Regions from separate parts of the Arachis hypogaea genome. Here region 1 is linked to region 2. A link is a contact called in public Hi-C data. All regions are on one chromosome and are shown on one strand. Each heading gives the region's core, a stretch centred on a gene start, on an enhancer-like site or on the middle of the called end of the contact. The rest is flanking DNA. Distances are from core to core; before and after follow the strand shown. Region 1 holds the start of LOC112769688 (antimicrobial ginkbilobin-2-like protein). Region 2 has its middle 4.6 kb from the start of LOC112789658.

Evidence for each region. A called contact is a pair of places that touch in the nucleus more often than the background predicts.
Region 1: a contact with region 2 is called in a Hi-C map of leaf, with 3 times the contacts expected there. The contact joins the promoter of LOC112769688 here to the enhancer-like site in region 2. A contact is called at or near these places in 3 of 8 Hi-C or Micro-C datasets (leaf and an unstated tissue).

The regions. Positions count from the first base shown.
Region 1 is chr3:16,324,963-16,330,618 of arahy.Tifrunner.gnm2.J5K5, forward strand. It overlaps LOC112769688 (antimicrobial ginkbilobin-2-like protein), which reads right to left and starts at 2,117. Exons shown (of 1, transcript XM_025814175.2): 1 at 870-2,117. The coding sequence starts at 2,115. The coding sequence ends at 1,180.
Region 2 is chr3:16,218,916-16,224,638 of arahy.Tifrunner.gnm2.J5K5, forward strand. No RefSeq gene overlaps it. Among protein-coding and RNA genes, the nearest start is that of LOC112789658, 4.6 kb to the left of the region's middle. Within about 2 kb of position 2,851, at least 3 of the 3 cell types and tissues checked have open chromatin away from gene starts, as enhancers often do.

The DNA.
Region 1 (5,656 bases), core at 867-3,366, 110 kb after region 2:
GAGATGTGACTCTAGCTCCAAAAGATTGGATTTCACAACGTAGTTTACAAGATATTTTCATTGAGCAATGCTAGGGGGCCAGCAACTTTTGTGATTGGTAGCCAGCAAATAACCATTAATGATGATTTAATGGTGTGAGATTGGTGTGAGATTTCATCCAATAACTCACATTTCTCTGCTGGTTACATGCTGGCCAAAATTCAACAAAACTGCTGGCCCCCTAGACTTTTCCATTTTCATTACCCACCTCCTTAATAAACGACCTTGCAGAAGAGACACTTACATGCCTCAAAGCCATGCTACCTTCTTCTTTAGAAGGAGACATGGACATCATCCCTCTGTTTGAGAGCATTTTGGACAAGGACATCTCGCTCCAGTTCTTGCACCAGCATTGTGCCAACGTAGTGCAGGAAGTGACGAAAATAGTGCAGGAAATTAATGAATTTATCGTTTGGCATTAAGATGGCTGAAAATTTTAATTCGGAAAACAATGGTTTTAAACTTTTTTTTGTGTAGAGAATTGGGGTGAGTGATGACGAATAAAGAATGTGAAAGAAGCCATAGCCATTAACAAAAGTTAGGATATATTTTTTGGCAGATTAATTTGAAAAGAAAAATTAGAATTCAATTTTTAATATTTTATCAAATTATACATTTATCCTTTTTAAATAATTTTTTAATTGCAAAATGATCTAACTATACTTAAGATAGTGTTCAATTATAAAATGACACATTATAAAGGATAATTTACATGTTACTTCATAAAGAATATAGTAGAATTTATATATATGATTGCAACTTCCAAGAAAATGTACCAAAGCTTGATTGATTCCTCTTTCTTTCCAACTTCTTTGTTTATTTTGTTTCTGTATGCGTACTTTCTTTCAACAAATGAGAAGTTATCTTTGAAAGGGAAAAAATGCTCGAATAATAATGGTGGGTAATGGGAAATGATTTATTACCATGATAATCTAATGCAACCACACAAAAAAAAAAAAAAAAAGAAAAGAATATATTCATAAAAATACTTGCAATAAAGAAGAAATTACCATTACATGCATGTTTAGTAGTATTCAAACATTACAAAATAATTTATAAAAACGGGTTCCTTTTAATCTAACTGCGGCTATTTTCTTATCAGAAATAATCTTATTTGAATATTTAAATCTGACGTTACTCTTACCATACCATAGTTATAACAAATAGCAGAACACTTGAAGAAGACAATCCAATAAGTGTGGAACCATCAAAGGCTTTATCCGAAGAAGAAGTTGGTGCAGGATTAGGAGAAACAGCATCATGTGGAACACTGGAAGGAGGAAGAGGAATAGGACTTGGAATAGGGTAGTGACCATGATCATTAAGAAATGGATAAAGTTCATATCTTACTCTACAACTCTCACTATAAACTCTAACTCCCTCTCTCTCTTTACCACACTGTGGAAGTTCAACATATGAAACTGATTCATTGAGACACTTCATGCAATCAATGGTGGACAGGTCCCTACTACACTGTGCCAAACCATATAATGTGTGAAATTCATCAAGTTCCGACATTCCCGAAGCATACATTTTTGTTTGCAACCCAGCTTCCTCACAAAGTTGGGTGAGAAACTCTTGAACTCTTTGGCCAAACACAACATTCTTCGTCATGGCTTTACTGGAGGATGTCCTCCAGCAGAACCATGATAAAGAAGTGTTTATCGTGATTTGGCCAAAGAAGTCTTCGTTTGAGTACCTTATGGTACAATTCTCGCGGAAGATGGTGGCGGCTTTGTTGTTGGGACAGGATGTGAGCATGTCGCCGGAAGCCCGGACGACACAGTTCCAGCAATCACGAGAGGAGAGGTCGCCGCGGCAGAAGGCGAGGCCGTGTATTCGGCTTTGGCCTTGGCCTTTAGAGGCCATGGCAAAGCCATTGGTTGGAGCTTCAGCTGTGAGGTAAATTAGAAGCTGTCTTAGGTTTTTCTCATAAGGGTCATTGGTGGTGTAGTTTCCAGAATCTAAACACAAATGTGTAAGGTCTTCTTCACCGGAGAATGAAACTGTGTGGTGGTTCAAGAGGCTTATTAAGGTTAAGAAAAGGAGTAGTGGGAAGAATTTGCACAAAGGCATTGTTTGCCTCTCTATCTATGTTTCTGGCTTTTCCTTAGCTTTTCAATTTATATTGAATTTTGCAAAGCAGTGCATAGCAAATATATAGGCAAAGTTGGTTGGTTTTACTTTTACTTTCACTCTAATTCTTTTTTCTTGATACAGCACATGTATTTTTGGTTTGGGATACTTTTGTAAAAACGTATAAAACGTTTTTTTTAAATATTTGTGTGTTATATTATTATTAGATGTATTAATAAATCGATTATTTTCAAATTTTTTAACTAATTAAAATAAAATCGATTTTTTTTATAACAATAATAAATCTAATTGTTATCAGATCCAGTTAAACTAACTAATTTACATGACTCGTATTGGACCATAATTTTTTTGGTTTTCTCACTTCACAAACGACATCATTTTACAATCCTAATTGTATTTTTAAATTATTAGAAATTTAAATATCCGCAAAACAAAAATTTAGGGATATATTTGTTTTTCTATAAAAAAATTAGAACATAAATCGATTCAAATTGTATAAATCGATTGGATCAAATCGGATCTAATAATTATAATGCGAATATTAGGTTTATTATTATTGCTATAATAAACCGATTTTATTCTAATTTATTAAAATAAATTTATTAACCGGTTTAATAAAAATGACCAATAATAATATGACACATATAAACGTTTTTAAAAAAGATATTTTTAATATCTTTATTAAGGTGGTCTCCTTTTATTTTTGATGTATACTTATTTTTACCTTTTTGATAAGAATATCAATAAAAAGGAAATGTAACTTGTGCATGCAAATATGCCGCTACAGATTAACAAGAAAGAAATATAATATATAAATTATTATTATTATTGTTGATGTTGTTATTATTGTAATTTTATTTTTAATATTTTATCATATAAATAAAATATTTTAGCTTGTTATAAATATATTTAATGTAAATTTTTTATATATTTTATGATTATTAATGTAATAAATTGATTTATTATAAATGTTACAAATAACTTATTAAAAGTCAATGCTAATGAGTTATAGTTTAAATAGTATAGTCTCTTTCATATCTACTTAAGAGGTCGCGAATTTGAGTCTCTCTATCTTTAGTAAAAAAACAACTTAAAAACCAATAAATTATAACTGAAATGACATAATCTCGTCATACTCACCTGAGTTGCGGATTTGAGTCTTATTATCTTTGGCAAAAAAAAATTTAAAATATTTTATATTATGTGATATATTACAATAATAATAAATATATTTTATATTATTATTTTTTGCTTTTGAATCAAAGGAATAATTATTCTATTATATATATATATATATATATAATTATAATAATTATTTATAAATATTTTGGTCAAAAGATTAAAGCTTATAAAAGAAAAAAGTATATATTTTATAAATAAAAAGAGAAAAGAGTATCATTTAGACGATATCTCATAAGAGAGAAGTGTCATTTTTTCAAGAAATAGTTACTTGTCTTGATAGTGAGTTGGATCTTCTAAAGTGATGCAAAAGATACATTCAAAGTATATACGACTTTTGTCAACATTTGCATAGCTATATCATTGTAAGTTATTTTGGTCGTCATTTTCCTACCTTAATTACGAAGAGCAAGATAATTTAAGAAGAAATCAATTATTCAGCCGGCAATACACTGAAATCGTTGACAAAATTTTCTTTGGTTTTTCTTATCGCTTTTTGTATTGTCAGGGTAACAAAAAGTCAGGATGTTAGAAATCTTGCAGTTATATATCTAATATTCTAATTCTATTTTATTTTTATGGAGTTAGAATCTCCACAACTAAAAAAAAAAAACATGGAGTTAGAATATCCACAACTTAAAAAAAAAACTCAACAGTTAGTAAAATTTATTATTTTCTATTTGTATTTTAGTCATTAGTTCTATTTTTTTTAATAATTTAATAATATATTTTTAGCTCACACTTTTAAATATTAGTAACTAATTTGATAAAATTGTGAAAGAATAAGAAAAAAAAAAGAATGCAAACTTTTAATTGATTGTTGATTGATTGAATTAAACTGTAGTGTTGTAAACTATGATGGTACAACTAAATATATATAGATCATTGTCCTATAAAAGATAAAAGCAAATAAAGATAAGATAAGAACAACTAAAGATAAGATAAAGATAAAATAATAAAGACTAAAATTGTAATTGAATTTATGTATTCTGTTGGGCTGAATTTGTGAATTACGAGACTTATTTATTATTGTCATAGACTAAGGTAGAAGAGTAGTTTAATATAATTATTAACCAAAAATAATAAATTTTATTAACCTTCCAACATTTTTTAAAGAAAAATCATCTCCTCAATTATATGACCCTTTTCATCTTATCATATAATTATTGTATAAGAACCAGCACTTTGTTATATGCAACAGTCACTAATAATTTTGCCATGCATAAAAAGGCTTCTTTAAAGAGAATGTCTTTGCCCCTTAATCATATAACTAGCCACTATCAATTCTTCAAGTTCAAGGAGGGACACTACTTTTTATTCCTCATGTGAAGTGTGAATGCTACACAAATCAGTTTCAAGTTCCCAGTGATATGCCTCCTGTCACTATTTGTGCTATAATGATCCAACTGTGCGTTTGTTAGGCAGTTCTTATTTCTTGGAATATTTTTAAAATTATGTAATTAAAAGAAGGAGAATTCTCTCGTGCCTTTAAAATTTATGTCGAAATTTCTTAAAGATGACTAATCTACAGTATTGGGGTATACGTTTCGAGGTGGGATCTATTTCTTTATATTTGAGTTAGAATAAGTGAATAATAACCACTGTAAAAAATACCTTAAAAGAAATTGAAATAAGTCATTCCATAAATAAAATTTTCCAATTTTAAATTTCTTGTAAGAATTGGGATTGTAAGATTCATGTTCATGACATGCATGTCATAGTAGGAAGTATCAGCCTTTGGCCCTTTCACTTACCTGTGCTGACCCTAGTAACATTCAAATAGAGCAAGGACTTACAAACATGAAATATCATCAGTTGCTTTGCCAACTAGCAATCATTCTTAATATAAATGAATGCCAGAGGTTGTTGGATATAAATTTAGGTGACTATTTACATAAAAAAAAAGTTTAAGTAGTCTTTTTATCTAAAGTTTATTAGATGATTTGATATATTAACATAACGCGTATTTTCAAAGATGAAACTTTGTGTATAGGAAGGGGACAATGACCCCCTATCTTATAATTTTTGTATAGAAAATTCATTATCTTACAATTTAAATTTTCGCTAGTTTTTTTTTTCCCTCTCAACTTAGAATTTTCATATTGGTCCCCTCCAATTTAAAGCTCTAACTTCCTATGTATTTTTCATATTAATTATCATCTTACATGAAGACTATTCTAACCATCTTAGAATTGAAAATCTTTGCTACTTCATAAAAAATCACAATGTCACTCTCTAGCTTTTCCGAACCTCTTCCTATATGCTTGTTCTGTTGAATAGTATTAATGTAATTTTGTTGTAAGTTCAAGCATAATTAATAACAAGAACAAGCAGAAAGTGA
Region 2 (5,723 bases), core at 1,601-4,100:
ATTATTATTATTATTGTTGTTGTTGTTTTTTATCTTTAATAAAAATAATAAATTTTTTTCTGTTCTCTTTTCTCTCAATTCATTTTAAAAATAATTTTTTTAATTTGAAATATTAATTGATAAATATTAAATATATTCAAGTCAATAAATAATTAGCTATGCTAAAAATTTAGAAAAATCAATAATACTCAAAGATAAAAAAAGACTAGAGATAATACTTAATTTATTTTTTAATCTTATATGTGAGTCTGAATTTAATCTTTAAATTTTTAATTATTTTTATTTAATCCTTAAATTTTGTGAACATGATTTATATTAGTCTTTAAAACAATTTTGAATATACAAATATTAAATGTCATGTTAGATTTTATAAAATAATGTTTTAGTTTTGGCAATCAAATACTCAAAAATAATATTCTAAATAATATTTATTAAAAATTTACGTGATAAAATAAGTGATATTTAAATGCCAAAACTAAAATTCTATCATTTTATAAATTTCAACGTGGCATATATTATAGAAGAGACACAGAGAACTAAAACTCCAACCATAGCTAATGAAACAAGAATATATCGAACATTTATGAATTATAAAAGCACTCTATTTTAGAAGCACATATTTACTTTGCATCCTTTACCATCAAATTTGTTTATTTGATTTATTGATTCTTACATAATTGATATAGGTGGGTGGACTCGGTATGAGTAAGAGTAGAGGTGGACACTTAATAGAATAAAGAGGATAAATTTTATTGGTATTTGACCACAATAAGGAGTATCATGTGAATTCGTTCTTTTTGCAGGTATGAAAGGAAAAAAATGAAAGGACCATAGATCCCAACATCCAATATTGAGCAAGTAAAACCGTAGACATGTATGTTTTATAAGATTGGCCTCGAGTTTAAGGCCTTGTTAGTTCATACACCAAAGAAATGTTATGCAAACAAAATATCTTGAGTGTCTTTGAAGTTTATAATAGATGGATGGAAGTAAGATTTTTATGAACTTGGAGAAAAGCTAGAGGTAGCAGTTTATTATTTTGTTGTTAGTTAAACAAAGAAATAGAGTAATCTTAGAGATAAAAAACCTATAGAAATGAGGATAGTATGACATACTAGTTAGGTGTGGAGTTGAAATATGTTTTACTATGGTTAATCTTTTGTATGAACTTTGATACCTTCTTTCTCAAATTTTGAGCATGATATTTGGCTTTTATTGAAATAAAAAAAATCTTTATCATTGTAACTTTTATTTCTGAGACTTTTTTCTTTTTGAGACCTTTTTCCTTAGATATATGTATGTATTGCTTCCGATAACAAATTAAACATTAATTGACCAAACCCTCTCTCTTGGTGTGAGTGATCAAGTTGTTTAATTTTTAATCATATAAGTTGTAATGCGGTGGCGTCATCTGCATCACGATGCAATAATCACAGTGTGATAATAAGAAGTAAATTAAACAAATAAGTTGTGATTAAGCACAATGGGTAGCGAATTTTTCAATCAAGTGATAAAGTCACGCAAAAGAGGACGTGTACTTTAATCTCTAAAATAACAGATGTTCGGATAATGATTTAGCGACCTTAACCTACTCCAAAAAGTAAAATAAAATTTCCCGTTAATCGAATCAAATTAGAACACATAAGGATCATCATGGTGCAAGGGCGAAACTTTTTCATATTATTTATGTTGTTGAGAAAACGCTTCTTATACTTTCTCTAGATAATAAAAATGATGAATAATAAGCTATATCACAGGTTCACTGAATATAAATAAATCTAATTAATTTAAAATTTAAAATTAAAATTAACTTTTATTTTTTAATCTATTATTTATATTTTTCTAAAAAAACATTATTCTTCTATATTTTTCTTAACAATTAGTTCAAACAAATTAACACACATAAGGATCATCATGGTGCAAGAATGAAACTTCTCTAGGTCTTACATCGAGATATTACCACGTGACAAGAATAATAAGGAATAAGGCATTAGAACTAATTAATAATTAATAAAGGGTATTTAGCTCAATCTTTTGCATTAATTTATTACAATGACAATGCTAAAAAATAATAATTTAAATTTATTCTATTAAATTTAATATTTATAATTTTATATATGTAACATTTATAATTATATATTTATTATATTTATTATTGTCAATTTATTTCAACAGTAAACTTATATTTCTATTTTTTATATCTTGTTCTCGTCTTGTTTTGTCCTGTCTTATTCTCATAAACGAACACAACTTAAAAAAACTACAGGGGCGGGCGAAAGAAATCTCACACAAATCAGCAAATATATTCAAATTTTTTTTTTTAGTCAGTGAATTGGACAACCTCCAATTCTAGATACACAACACACTCACACATTCCTCACATATTTATCACATTTTTTTTTTCATAAATACACCCTCTAGAATTTGAACTCTAGACCTTAGTAATAGGGAGGAGGTGAAGTGCCACTGAGCTAAGGCTCTTCGGCGCAAACATATTCAAATTAAGTTTAGGGATTTGACAAAATTAGCCCATATATGATAGATTCTCTAGTTGGACTCGCATTTAAATCACCATTTTTTTTTGTTGCCCACGGTATCCCCTAATCCGACAGGTCAAGGACTAATCCGTCTCGGATCGGAGCTCCATTTAAGGGTTTGCCGCTGGCCAATGGATTGCTGCATGCACAAGGCGGGATTCCAACCCCCGACACTTACTTAAGCGGACGAGTGAGCTAACCACTCGACCAACCCAAGTTGGTTAAATCACCATTTTTAACAGCCTCAGAACACAATAAAAGATGTTAAAGCAGGCCCAAAGCTTAGGCCGTGCCTGCTAATGATTGGGTTTCTTTGCTCCATGTTCGACTACTCAACTAATTAGGCCTCGCTTGTTTTTGTATTACAAACCCAAACCCATAGAAAATGTTTGAAGGCTGGCCCAGAATTTTTCCGCCCATTGACTCTCGACTAATTGGGTTATACTAGAATTTTAATTTCGTAAATACCAGAAATTAACTAAACCAATTATATTAGCTCGCACCGCAAAGCTTGGTTTAGTGGCAACTATGTTTGCCTTGTTAGAAGGTACACCAAGTTTAAATCCTAATTAGGTCTAGAAAATTGATATATGGAACTCATTGGTAAAGAAAAAGGGTGTGTGTAAGGGGTACCTGACCAAAAAAAAAAAAAACCAATTTTATTAGCTCTAATTTATATTATGCGATCTAGCCCTTATTTAAAAGACCAATAATGTAGGAAGAGAAATTAACTTATACTTTTTTAAAATAGTTTATCAAAGTTGTTTTTCAAAAAATATTATTAAAAAAATGTAGTATCTATATTTGATAAATTAAACTAAACACAACTTTCAATAAATATAAATAAGAACAATTATGTTTAGTAAAATGATTTTTAAAATTTAAAAATTATAATAGACATAAATATTAGAATAAATTTATATTTTTATTAATATATGAAATTGCATTAGATTTTATAATTTTAATAAGTATAAACCAATTCTAAAAATCTCTTCGGTAAATGCATTTTAAAAGCGTCTTCAAACTTTTAAAAACTTTAACCACATGCACACGGACGGAGGATGTACTTGATGAGTGTTTTGTTCAGAAGAAGTTGCTCATAGCAATATCATTTGGGAAAGAATTGAATATTGGTGCAAGATTTGGGTTAATTAATATGTATAATAAAAGGAGGATGTACTTGGTGAGTGTTTTGTTAATGATTCTCCTCACTTATTAAATTCATGGCATTGGAGAACGAACCTTTAATTTCCAACATGTGCAGGAAGAAATTAAATAGGTTGTTCCATTCAGGATTTAAGGTATAGGAAGTTATCTGTATTTGTGGTTCAATCTTGTGAAATATTATTAGTTCACGGATAGAAGGAAATGTGGAATTGAAGTGGATTGGAAATTGAGATTCAATAATCTATGAATATCAATATGGTCACAACTAATACCGGTTGTGCATTTGATGTGCAAAACATGGATCAAATGTGTTTCACAAATATGCAATAATATTTTGCTAACTTTCTCATTGTTTTGAAATAGTATATGGTCAGTTTTAATATGTACAATTCACAAAATATTTCAACACAAGGCCTAACAATTTTTTTTGTGAACTGAGAAGAAAATTGTTTGTATAAAATTAAAGTTAGTTAGACCATACCTTAAAATTGCTTATAGAAATTAGTTCAATGCATAAGACAAAGTAACACATATATTATTTTTTAACTTTTCTTTTTGTAAATTCCAAAAAATAGTAATATATTTATCTTTAAAACTTAATTGTTTATAAAGGACAAAAAAAATAAAAAAACCAAAAGAATTAAAAAAGATCATTTTCGAAAAATTCTTAGCTTCTAGAAAGAAAAGAAGAGGAGACAACCGCCAAAAAATCTTAATTGGTGGTGATTTAATTTGCTTCCCCTATTTGCCATATTTTCCTTGTGCCCGTGACCACTAGAGTTAGTAGCATGAGATAATGAGATTTGATTTTACTAACTCATATGAAGAGAGTAGAGAGAAAAGGCACCATATTCAATGATATGGAAAACAAATCCACGCACTATTTTGTTGTGTTGCGTGTTATGTCCATAATCACGTGCATGCCTCATCTATCTTTGGGTTTCTCTTTTGTCCTCTTTACATGCCCATAACCATAATCTTATGTTGTTTATTGTGGTCTACATGTTGTAGATAGGCTTAGCTTTTTAATTTTGCAACTACAAAATAATTAACTTATTACATGCATAATTACTAGAATAATAATAATATAAATTGCGACCGAATTTTTATTAGTTTATGGTAAAAATTGATATGGTGGTTTCTAATCTCTTTTGACAAGAAAAAGAAGTTTCAAACTTTGATGGAGATTACTGTGGAGAGGTTGAGAGGATATATGGCTGATAACTGCTATGGTTCAGTGAACCGTGTGATGGATTAAGATTTGGTATAAATTATGAATTTCGATTTTATGGACAGTCAAGGTGACGGGACCCAGAAAATTTATGTTGAGGGGGCAAAAATAATGCACATTACTATCAAAAGATATATTAATTTAAATTTAAAAATATAAAAATGCACATTAATTATTTAAATACAAAAAAAACCAAAAATTACATTAACCGCTAATTTTTTTCGCTTCAATTCTAAGAATTTCTTTTTATTAGAAGAGACTAATAGAGTGACTTCAAATTCTAGTGGTTCTTTTGAAATATTTTTTCATTATTATTTCTAAAAATAAAAAAATATATATTTTAAATTAGTAAATTGATCAATTCACTTTAAAAATTTATATGCAACATAATTACATATAATAGAATAGAACGAAAGATAAACAAATAAATAATAAGGATCATTAAATTGAGAATAAAATAAAATATATAAATTCATGAAGAGAATAAAAAAATAGATTAATACCTAAATTATAATTGTTTGAGTTAAAATTTGCAATTGAAAATATCAAAAAGAGAAATAATGAAATTGAAAAATAAATAAAGTCATAGAGAGCTATATAAAACAAAATAGAGAATTTAAAATTTATCTTCTGATGAAGAGAAAATGTCCACTAGATAAGGATTAGAAAAGAAGGTTGAAATTATAAAATTAAAAAGAGGGTTTAAAAGAATATATGAGTGACGGCTGGGATTTGAAAATAGAAGAAGACTAAATTTGATTAGGGTAACTGATAGTTAAAATGATAGA